3 separate regions of the Mus musculus genome follow, and regions 2 and 3 are each linked to region 1. A link is a contact called in public Hi-C and HiChIP or PLAC-seq data. All regions are on one chromosome and are shown on one strand. The core of a region is the stretch at or near the end of the contact, and the rest is flanking DNA. Distances in the headings are between cores, read along the strand shown. Region 1 overlaps 2310065F04Rik (RIKEN cDNA 2310065F04 gene). Region 2 overlaps Gas7 (growth arrest specific 7). Region 3 has its middle 100 kb from the start of Gas7.

Evidence for each region. A called contact is a pair of places that touch in the nucleus more often than the background predicts. HiChIP or PLAC-seq counts read pairs in DNA pulled down with a chosen protein or histone mark.
Region 2: a contact with region 1 is called in a Hi-C map of cortical neurons, with 4 times the contacts expected there. The contact joins two enhancer-like sites. A contact is called at or near these places in 1 of 15 datasets of contacts at CTCF or cohesin (the NIH/3T3 cell line), 3 of 484 Hi-C or Micro-C datasets (cortical neurons and ventral hippocampal neurons) and 3 of 115 datasets of contacts at active chromatin or transcription factors (astrocytes, embryonic forebrain and forebrain).
Region 3: an H3K27ac HiChIP or PLAC-seq map of SST interneurons shows a contact between it and region 1, with 8 times the contacts expected there. The contact joins two enhancer-like sites. A contact is called at or near these places in 1 of 15 datasets of contacts at CTCF or cohesin (the NIH/3T3 cell line), 1 of 115 datasets of contacts at active chromatin or transcription factors (SST interneurons) and 1 of 9 other capture datasets (embryonic stem cells).

Annotation. Positions count from the first base shown.
Region 1 is chr11:67,110,510-67,113,991 of GRCm38.p6, reverse strand. 2310065F04Rik (RIKEN cDNA 2310065F04 gene) reads left to right here. Exons shown (of 5, transcript NR_038055.1): 5 at 1-1,531. Among named protein-coding and RNA genes, the nearest start is that of 2310065F04Rik, 7.8 kb to the left of the region's middle. Within about 2 kb of position 1,776, at least 4 of the 459 cell types and tissues checked have an H3K27ac peak or open chromatin away from gene starts, as enhancers often do. A contact at or near this core is called in SST interneurons and cortical neurons, where this site is marked.
Region 2 is chr11:67,602,823-67,606,304 of GRCm38.p6, reverse strand. Gas7 (growth arrest specific 7) reads right to left here. Exons shown (of 14, transcript NM_001109657.3): 2 at 3,077-3,197. Among named protein-coding and RNA genes, the nearest start is that of Gas7, 18 kb to the right of the region's middle. Within about 2 kb of position 1,679, at least 74 of the 459 cell types and tissues checked have an H3K27ac peak or open chromatin away from gene starts, as enhancers often do. A contact at or near this core is called in cortical neurons, where this site is marked.
Region 3 is chr11:67,480,374-67,483,855 of GRCm38.p6, reverse strand. It overlaps a transcript of Gas7 not described here. Among named protein-coding and RNA genes, the nearest start is that of Gas7, 100 kb to the left of the region's middle. Within about 2 kb of position 1,530, at least 73 of the 459 cell types and tissues checked have an H3K27ac peak or open chromatin away from gene starts, as enhancers often do. A contact at or near this core is called in SST interneurons, where this site is marked.

The DNA.
Region 1 (3,482 bases), core at 527-3,026:
TCCGATTTAATCGGCATTAAATCCTTTGAGTCCTCATATCCTTCCTCTCCCATTTCTTAAAATAGTCGGCAGCACTTAAGTCCAGCATCCTATCGACTTCTAACATTGCATAATCCCGCAAGACCCCTCTCCCCTATTCTCCTTAAGGAGCCCACATAATCAGAAAGTTCTCCCATGAGAACCTGAAGGTAGGGTGGTTCAGGCAGCCCTGGGGTTAGTGGGGCACATTGCTGCCAGGATCGCCTGAGGGCTTGCTAGGTTGGAGGGATACTTACTATCCCTTCACTGTTTGACTGGATCAGAAAGTACGTCTCTGCTTTAATTATCTCTTAGGGTGGGCTGAGGACAGAAGAGTTGGATTGTGGGCATCGGTTCTTGTCACAGTTCTTACAGGAAGCTTTGAGGTTTGAGTCCGCTTGGCAGGGAGGAGGCGTCACTCAGGGAGCATGGACTGTGTTCTGGGGATTTGAGATTGGGGGACTGTTCTCAAGAGAGACCTGGGGTTGTGCTCAGCCTTGCCCAATGCTTGGGTCACTCTAGTCTGGAATGGTCACAGAAGTGCAGTCTCTGTCGGAGAAACCAAACCCTTTGTAGGACCTGTCTTGAACTAAGGAAAGAATGGTAGGTGGAACAGAGCTCAACGGACACCGAGAGCATCTCCCAAGCGACAAGACCCCCCCCCCCGGCCCCCGTTAGTGAGCGTGAGATGTTCGTGGGCAAAGACACGGGAATGGGTTCTCAAGCAGAGGGGATGCACTTTATGATCCATCTGCCATGTTTGCAGGTGAGTGAGTGAGGAGAAAAGAACGGTTACGTGGAAGACCCGTTACGGACATGAAAGCCAACCCCACCTTGAAGATGTCACCGCGGTCCCAAGTTGTAGGTGGACGCCAGAAGAGTATTTAGACTCAGACCCGGGCAAACTAGCGGATGTGCTACTCCAGGCTTAAGAAAACCCAGGTGGTTAAAACCAAGGCAGCATCCCTAATCTGTGCTTGGTCCAACAACATGGCCATTTATTTGTGGCTCACCGCTGCCCTCTGGTGGCACTCTCCAAAAATGCAACTTGGTTTTAAAGGTTGGGGATGGCGAGACTGACTTAACCAGTTTGTTTGTTTGTTTGTTTGAGTACATACCCTCAGTATTTGAGTCTCAGGATCATTTTGATTCACCTGCATGAATCAAGTCACGTGATTAGAGTAAAAGGAGCAGAATTCAGCGTATCTCATGCCTTTGTCTGGCCCTGCCATTGTCAGACAATTCAGCTAGCTCTTGGGAACTGCTGTTTCTATCAGACACTATTGTGTGGGGCCTTTTATCTGAGCTGTAGCATTGATCCTCTAGGGTGGGTGCAATAATTATTCATGTTACAGATGAAGAAATAGAGGCGCACAGATGTCTCACTCTTAACATATGAATATGGTATTGAGTCCCCAGTGACACCAACCTGTTAAGATGTCACTCAGTACCCACCCAGTCCCGCCCTGAGCAGAATGAATGGACGGGGAAATATAATTTTAAAGTACTGTTTAAATAAACACATATTTTCTGTATGTTTTTTAAGTTTGAGACTAAATTCTAGATGTGCTCTTAGCCTGGCATGCAGAGAAGGAGACTCTGGGATGGAGGGGGCGGGACACAGACATGGAAACTCTCTCGCTTTGAAAAGACATAGTTTCTCGGGATGATGCGGCTGTCTGATGGGCATTGGGGAGCGGAAAGGCAGATTCTGGAGTTTCAGAGCTTCTGAGTCACCTACCCTCTCTTCCTGCAGCTGAAAACAGTACCCACTTTGGCCTGTAGGTGGCAGCTTAGGCTCAACAGAACCCAAGTCTGTTTTTTGATACCCTAGTTCCCACCAGCTGGGAATCATTTTCAGATGGAGGTTTGGGGGTGTTATAAACTCCTGATGTATGGAGACTGTGCCTCACATACTCTGGTTTCGATGATCTTGTGGGTGACCTGGGCAATTCGGTGGTGGTGGTGGTGGTGGTGGTATTTTGCTTGCTTGCTTGCTTGCTTGCTTGCTTGCTTGCTTGCTTGCTTGCTGAGACAGGTATTTGCTATGTTGCCTCTGCTGGGGTCTGAATCCTGGGATCAAGTAATCCTCTTACCTCAGCAGCCCAGGTAGCTGGACATAAGAATCTATTTATTCCACAGGGCCCGACCATAAACATCCATGTTTTACAAAGCTCCCCAACTGACTCTCCCCACCCAAGCTAGAAGTGGCAGTTAGCACACGGAGCCCCTTAGTCCCTGTGAGTTTGCTGAGCAGCTTATTTGACATCCTTTCTTCGTTCCACCTCTGCAGTGTAGCCTGGATCCACAGAAAGAAGGGAAGAGCAGAGAAGGGGCATCGTAGGAGGGATGGAGAATGCAGTTCAGACAGAAGAGAAAATGAAAAAGGGTCTTCTCAGACCAAGAGAGGAAGGAGTCTAAAGGAGTGATTAAAACACGTTTCATACCTTACAGAAAAGAAATAGGCCATGTGAAGGACAAAGGATTGTTCCAGAAAGCAAGAAAACTTGCCCCTTCTACTAACTAGAGCTTTAACAGGAATCCTGGTGAGGGCACTGTGGGTATCGGGGTTTTGGGGGGAACCTGGCCAGGCAGGGAAGTGGCAAGGGGTTTCAGGGGGTGTGGACAGCAGAAGGGGCTTCACAGGGAAAGTGGAGTCTTCCCATGTGGACATATATCCTGAGAGACATTAGCGGCTACCAATGGTTCTCTCTTCTCAACAGCTTCATGCCCAGTGTCTTAGTCAGGGTGTCTATTCCTGCACAAACATCATGACCAAGAAGCAAGTTGGGGCGGAAAGGGTTTAATCAGCTAACACTTTCCACATTGCTGTTCATCACCAAAGGAAGTCAAGACAGGAACTCAAGTAAGTCAGGAAGCAGGAGCTGATGCAGAGGCCATGCAGGAATGTTTCTTACTGGCTTGCTTCCTCTGACTTGATCAGCTTGCTTTCTTATAGAATCCAGGACTACCAGACCAGGGATGGCACCACCCACAATGGGCCCTTGATCACTAAGTGAGAAAATGCCTTACAGCTGGATTCTCATAGAGACATTTCCTCAAGGGAGACTCCTTTCTCTGTGATAACTCCAGCTTGTGTCAAGTTGACACACAAAACCAGCCAGGACACCCAGGAATGGTGGCTGGCCAGAAATCCTCCCTAGCCCAGTGCCCTCACAAAGAGAAAGGGCCATGTACAACAGCAAGAGCATCTGTTGCCATAGCAACTCATTAGGCACAGCCCCAATGTCATGGCCCATGCTCATCTTCGGGCATAGCCTCCATCTTTGAGCACACACACACACCAAATAAAAGATTCATACTTAACACTCAAAACTCCATGAACAAAATTTTAAATTGTGACAGGCTTCCTCTTGAGCTTTTACCTCAACTTGAATATCCGACAGCATTGCTGTGGCATTTTCTAATGAATGCAGGCTGAGGTAGTGGGGAGTCCTTCTCTG
Region 2 (3,482 bases), core at 430-2,929, 490 kb before region 1:
CGGTGGATATAAAATGTGGCCATTCATAAGTAGAATAGTAATTAAATTAACGGCAGCACATTCCTAATGCACAGTGATTAAAAGAATGAGTTAGACAGAAATACTCAAAGCCATAATGGAGGAGCTAGAGAAATTACCCAAGGAGCTAAAGGGAACTGCAACCCTATAGGTGGAACAACAATATGAACTAACCAGTACCCGGGAGCTCTTGTCTTTAGCTGCATATGTATCAAAAGATGGCCTAGTCGGTCATCACTGCAAAGAGAGGCCCATTGGACTTGCAAACTTTATATGCCCCAGTACAGGGGAACGCCAGGGCCAAAAAGGGGCAGTGGGTGGGTAGGGGATTGGGGGGGTGGGTATGGGGGACCTTTGGGATAGCATTGAAAATGTAAACGAGGAAAATACCTAATAATAAATAAATAAATAAATAAATAAAAGAAATACTCAAAGCGTAGAACAATGTCTACAATAAGTTGTTCTCACTATTTAAAGGATAGAGTGAATTACATTTGTAATTTATTTTTAAAATGCCGGTATGTCTATGCTTAGAAGATAGAGAACATAAATGTCTCAAAGGATATAAGTGATAAGTAGTGATTGGGGCTTTTTCAATATATATATTTTCAAATTAATTTAAAAAAATGTATGTGCATTGGGTTGGGTTTCAGACCCCAGAATAAACAGCTGAGGTGCATATTTAACATAAAAAGCAGAACTGGCCTCCAGGTTCTCCCAGCATCCCTCAGTCCCTACCTGTCATATCCTGGCCCCAACCCTGAACTTTCCAGCCCAGGGGCTGGGCTGCCCTTCTTCTCCTGAGGCTCTTTGTTGTATAATCCAGATATTTTGGTCTCTCCTCTGCTCTTTCTTCTCTTTCTCTCTCTGCATGTGTTCTTTCTCTCCTCTTTCTCTTCTCCCTCTCCACTGTTTCCATTCCCACAGTGACTTCCCTGACTTCATTCCTTGGGACCAGTGAACTTCCAGCTCCAGAGTGGTTTCCCAATAAGCCTGCTTTTATATAATCTCTAACATAGCTTGAATTGGCTTGTTTCACCTTGGAGAAATAACTTATGCCATTGGTGTCTTGCCTGCACATTTGTCTGTGTGAGGGTGTTACATTCCCTGGAACTGGAGTCACAGACAGTTGTGAGCTGCCTAGTGGATGCTGGGAATTGAACCCTGGTCCTCTGAAAGAACAGCCATTGTTCTTAACTGCAGAGCCATCTTTTCAGCCCCAAATGACTGGGGATTTTTATTGTTGATTTGAATCTCACTTTTATTCACTGGCTTTTAAACCCTGAGAATGTACTATTCTTTAGCAGAGAGAAAGACAGAGACAGAGAGACACACAGAGAGAGACACAGAGAGGCAGAGAGCACCTAGAAAGGCCCTTTCTCTATTTTCCTTCGCAACAGACTGGCTAATTTGAAATAAGAACAAATCCACCCAAATTCTTGTTCTTGAGCTCATTCAGTCCAAACTCTGCACTGCACAGATGGAGATCTGTGTTCAGACACCCACTCCCCTGGGAAATGACACTGAAGTAGTTGCTACCCAAGGGGGGAGTGCATTCAAACAGCCACAGGCCCCCCTGAAACATCTAGGCTCCCTGAGCATGGTGGAGCTGCTCAAGTGTCTGTTTTGAGGAAGTGTGAGATTAGAACAGCTAAAAACGGCTCTACTTCCTTTTTCCTAGAAACCTTGGTCACCTCTCTTCGAGGAGGACACCCTGCTGAGCAAGCAGGTTAGGGTGCTTGTGGTATGTGCAGGCCAGCCACCCAAAGTAGCAGCTGTTGGCTTCTCTGTGTCTTGGCTTCTGCCTGTCTTCTCACTGGCATTCCCTCTCAGTTCAGGCTCAAAATCAGAAACCACATCAACAGCATCCACACCCCAGGTGGTAAGATAGAGAGGTATGACGTCATATGGATGCAGAAGACAGAGGTGAAGCCAAGACTGGAGAACAGGCAGAAGTTCACCTCCTGCTTGAGCACACGTGTTTAGGATGTCCACCAAATCCAACTTCCCTTGTGTTGCATCTCCTGGTTGTCTTGAGGTAAAGTCCTTAGAGGCATAGGAAGGTCAGAACTTTTCAGTTACCTTATTCTTCTACCTTCAACCTGAACAGTGTCCCACTTAACTTGTAAGAAGACCAGCCATACTGCACAACATTTAAAGATCATCTCCACATTGTAGTCATTTGGGAAGTCCAGGGAAATGTTAACTATTTGGAGATATGGCGTTCCAGTTCTATTCAACTCAGAGATATGTGGGGAGTGGTTTGATGGCTTCTAATCTTAGCACTTGGAAGGCTTCCTGTCACAGGAGAACTACCATGCATTCAAGACCAGTCTGGGCTATATGGTGAATTACAGATCAACCTGGTTTACCAAATGAGACCCTGTTTCAAAAGAATGAGGAGAGAAGAGAGGAAGAAAGGAAAAAGAAAGGAAAGGGTATGGAGAAGTTGAGGGGTGGGGACAGGGACTCAGTGCCCCAGTGCTCCAGTTCCTCCGTGCTAAGGGGGAGGATGAATGGCCCCACATAGTCCCACCATTACCAAATGCACAATCCACAAAACAGCAGCCAGTGAGATACTTCAATTGAGAAAAAAGGTGTTATAATGAAATTAAGGAGAGTATTTTCAGCCTCTGTTCTAGATCCTCAGTACCATTAGAACGTTCAGAGTTCCTAGACAGTGTGGAATACCTTGACCTGTAGAACTAGCCTCTGAGGCCAACCATCCTAGATCCTAAGGTCGAGTTCAAAGGAAGGTGGGTGTGAGGTGTCAGGGATTCTGGGAATCTTGGACAGCTGTCCTTTGGAACTGCTTCCAGAATACAGACCCAAGCCCTAACATCCAGCACCAGGGACGAGCAGGACTCTGCTGTAGCTCTGGGCATATGTTAAACAATTCTAGAGTCAAAGGGTTAAGATGCCAGGTTACCTTTCCTTGGGTCAAATTTAGCAAGAAAAAGCCCCCCCAACCAGAGGTGGAAATGGAGGGAGAAAAGCACCCCTAGGGAGAGGCAGACATCCTGGGGCTTAGAAAAGGCTGCGCCTGAACAGGACTTACCATTGGTAGTCGTGTTGACATAGTAACGGCGGCCCTGAGGAGACAAGTAGCTGTGCCAGCCGGGTGGAAGGATGACCGTCTGGCTCTCCTCTCCTGGCGGAGGGGGGACCATCCCAGGCTTCTGTTGAAGAAAAAGGCAGGGGTCAGACACATTTGCCATTTTCACAGCTGTTTTGAGCCACAAAATCACTTCGAAATCGCTCAAGTGGGATAGGATGGCCTGCAGGCCTCTTTGGGGGCATGGCTCCCCCAGATCAGACAAAAGAACTGCCTTTCTTCCCTATCAGACCCTGCAAAAATTCATCACAGGGCGGGGGTGTGCTTGCCAGGGAACCTGCCACTCCACATGTCCCATTGTGGACTGCAGTCTATACCCGCTGAGGTCTGTGCAGTCTACACTCCACAG
Region 3 (3,482 bases), core at 281-2,780, 370 kb before region 1:
TACCTTGGTTTCCTTCATGGTCCAACCTCACAAAGCAGCAGAGTATCTCTTATAAGATGACCAAGACTTTCCTCTATCAAATCTGATCTAAAGTCAGGCATGGTGATGCGTGCCTTTCATTCCAGCACTTGGGTGGCTGAGGCAGATGGATCTCTGTGAGTTTGAAGCCAGCCTGATCTATACAGTGAGTCCTAGGTCAACCTTGCCTACATAATGAAACCCTATCTAAAACAAGTAATCTTTTAAAAAAGATATTCTAATTAAATGTCAGGTCTCCACTGTGCTGGTGGCCAGGGGCCCCTCTGATCTCTCAGTGCCTCTCCATAGTGCTTAGTCCCCCACACATCCATTTGCTCTAGCCACACTAACCTGCTGTCTATGCCAGGATGCTCAGGCCTCTGGGTTTTTGCACATTCAAATGTTTTCTGACTGGATAACCTTATTCCAGAAATCCACATTTGCATTTGTTCCCCGAGGTCTCAGGGACAACGCTCAGATGTCCACTCCTAAAGACACCTTGTTTGTCTATCCATCTAAATCTACAAATTTCCAAGTCACCAGTCTACTTAGTTTTGACGGCTCTGTTTGTTGTCTCAAACTAAAGCAGATAGACGAGGGCTGCAGAGCAGGGACCCCGTGGAATCTGATCATGGTGGTCTCCAGCTTCTGGGCTCCAGCTTGTGTAATGAGCAACTGCTCCAGGAGCAACCTTTCTGGCTTGTTTTGTTTGTGTTTGCGGTTGTTTGTTTGTTTGTTTGTTTGTGAACAGGATCTGCTGTCCAAGATTTTCCTAACTTGGGCTTTGAGCCTTAGGGATATAGTCATGTCTAGGCTAAAGAATCCCTTATCTTATCAGATATCTGAGGGGACTTCTAAAAGGGAAGAAAAGGTATAATGGCTCTTTAATGGTGACTTCAAGTCACCCCAGGGGATTTCTTTCCCTCAGAGCACTCCCAACTGTGCCAGCTCCCACTCACCCCACTCACCGATCTTAGCAACTCTGAGGCCACTAGGCACTTTCAGTTGTTGGGCCAGCAAAAGCCACTGGGAATCAACTGTCTTCTAAGCCTGAGGCCCAGCCAAGAGAAAAGATCCTCTAACTCCCAGGCATTTCTCTCCAGCTTTACTCCAGCCACAAAGAGCTTAGTAGGATCTGCCCTACTCGGCTCCATTCACAGAAAACCCTAAAACTTTCTTTACCCCTTAAGAAAGAATCTTTTCCTGTTCTGGTTTGGAAGAAGACCAGAGGTGTTAAAAGCGAACATCTTGACTGAATTTCCTCCAGGCAAGCTTTCCCTGGGTTCTCCCTCCAGCACAGCAGCCTCTCCTGCCAGATGGAGCCTGAGCCAGGCTGCTGGAACTCTGTCCAAAGCAGCACTCCTGCGGAGCATCGGAAACTCTGTCCCAGGCTGCAGGGTCCTCCACAGCTGGCTCCATGCCTGTCACCAAGACACAGGGATAGCAGTTCCTTCGACCAGACCCTTGGAAGCAAATGAGGAACATACCAATTTAGAGGGAAATTGGCTTGAACGCTGTGGAGAAAAGAGGCCTCTGCACTGGTTGAGTCACAGGAAGAGCCACCTGCGACTTGCACGGAACTTCCTCCTGACTTGAAAAACCTTAAAATGTGGCTGGGCGTGGTGGCCCGTCTCTGCAATCCCAGCACTTGGGAAGTTGAGGTAGAAAGATTGTTTTTAGTGTGAGGCCAGCCTAGCATATATGGGAATTTCTAAGACAGTGTCTCAAAGGAAAAGAAGGTAGAGGGAGGGGAGGAGTAGGAGGAAGAGGAGGAGGAGGAGAAGGAGGAAGAAGAGGAGGAGGAGGAATCGCAAAAAGTTAGGGGAAAAATATTCTCCAAAATGAATGCAGACCAACTCCAGGACTCATTTCCCATCTCCCTAAATAAACTCAGCCACATGGTTCTTATCTGCTATTAAAACCAGACAGCCCGTGCAAGGGAGGATAAAACATAGAAGAACACTGGTTCCAAGCAGCGTTGGAACCTCCGGCTGTGTGGTCTGAGAAAACTCCACAGCCTCTCTCTGGGTCTTGAGTTTCTTTATCTGAGAACTGGAATCCACTTTTCCAGGCTGTTTGGAAGATTAGATGAGAACGCTCCCTGCAGTCATTAAGGACTAAACAAATGAAGCCTTTGACAACTTACAGTAAGCTCTGTACTGCTTATATTCACAAGTGTATGAGGGGCAAGCTGCCTATGATGGGCGACATCTGTAATCCCAGGCTTAAGGTTTAAGGATCTCCAGACATCAACAACTAGAGGCCAGCCTGGGCTACACAAGGAGAGCCTGTCTCAAAAACAAGACAAAGCAAACAAAAACCCCCAACTGGGCTAGTCTATAGGTTGACTGGTAGAGTGCAAGCCTGTCATGTACAAAGCCCTAGTTTCAATCCACAACACGGAATATATCAGGCATGGAGATAACACACACACGAGGGGAAGCACTCAGGAGGTGGAGGCAAGGGGAATCACAAGTTCAAAGTCACCCTAAACCACATAGCAAATTCAAGCTATCTTGGGCTAAATGAGGAGAGAGCAAGTCTATGAGAGACACCATGAACAAACACATTAGGGGAAATCAAAGACCACAGCTGTCACTTTCCAGAGGCTTCAGGACACAGCATTCCCAAAGCAACACGCCCATCTGCTGCTCTTCCCCAAGTATTCCCCAGGTCTGCTGGCTGCATTTTTCTACATGCCAAGAGCCCATCAACCTGCCTCCTTCCTGGACCACAAACAGCCTCAAGCTTGTCTGGAAACCAAGCCAGAGACAGGATGACACTGCTACGGTTCACATTCTCTGTCCTCTCACCCAGCTTTGGCTGATGCTCTGCCATTGCCATCACCCAGGGCTGCTGAGTGTGGCTGGACACAGAGACAGCCCTCCACTTTCTTCCAGCTGCAGGGCACTGAACGTAGCACATTGTCAGCAGCCCCAGGCCAGCAAAAGACAGAGAAGGAGAAAGGAAAGCAGAATCTAGACACATCAGATAGCAACCACAGATGAGGATGTAGCAAAACATAAAGGGAGAAATCAAAGAAAAGATGGGGAACCAAAACCTGATTGCATCTGGCATCTAGTGGTATTGCTGGAGAGCCCAACCTTGCACTCCCCGCCTGTGTCCCATAAGAGACGTTCTGCAAGGCTGAGCAAGCAAGGCAAGGAGCTGAAGACCCATTGAGGAGATGGGCAAACTGTGAATGGACAAACCTCTGGACCAGGGCAGAGCACAGATCTGTGTCTGTTGTCTCCTTCATCAAGTGCTTTCCCCAGAACCAGTAACTTTCATGAAGAGCCAACATTTGGAAAGGCAGAATTAACCACCAAAAATATCGTGCATAGTGCTGCTCACAACAGCCCAACAAAGAACCAACCCGAAAGTCTATCTGCTGATAGAGGGAAATAGAATACTATTCAGTCAGAGAAGGAAATGAGTCACTGTCACAGACTGCTATATCAGTG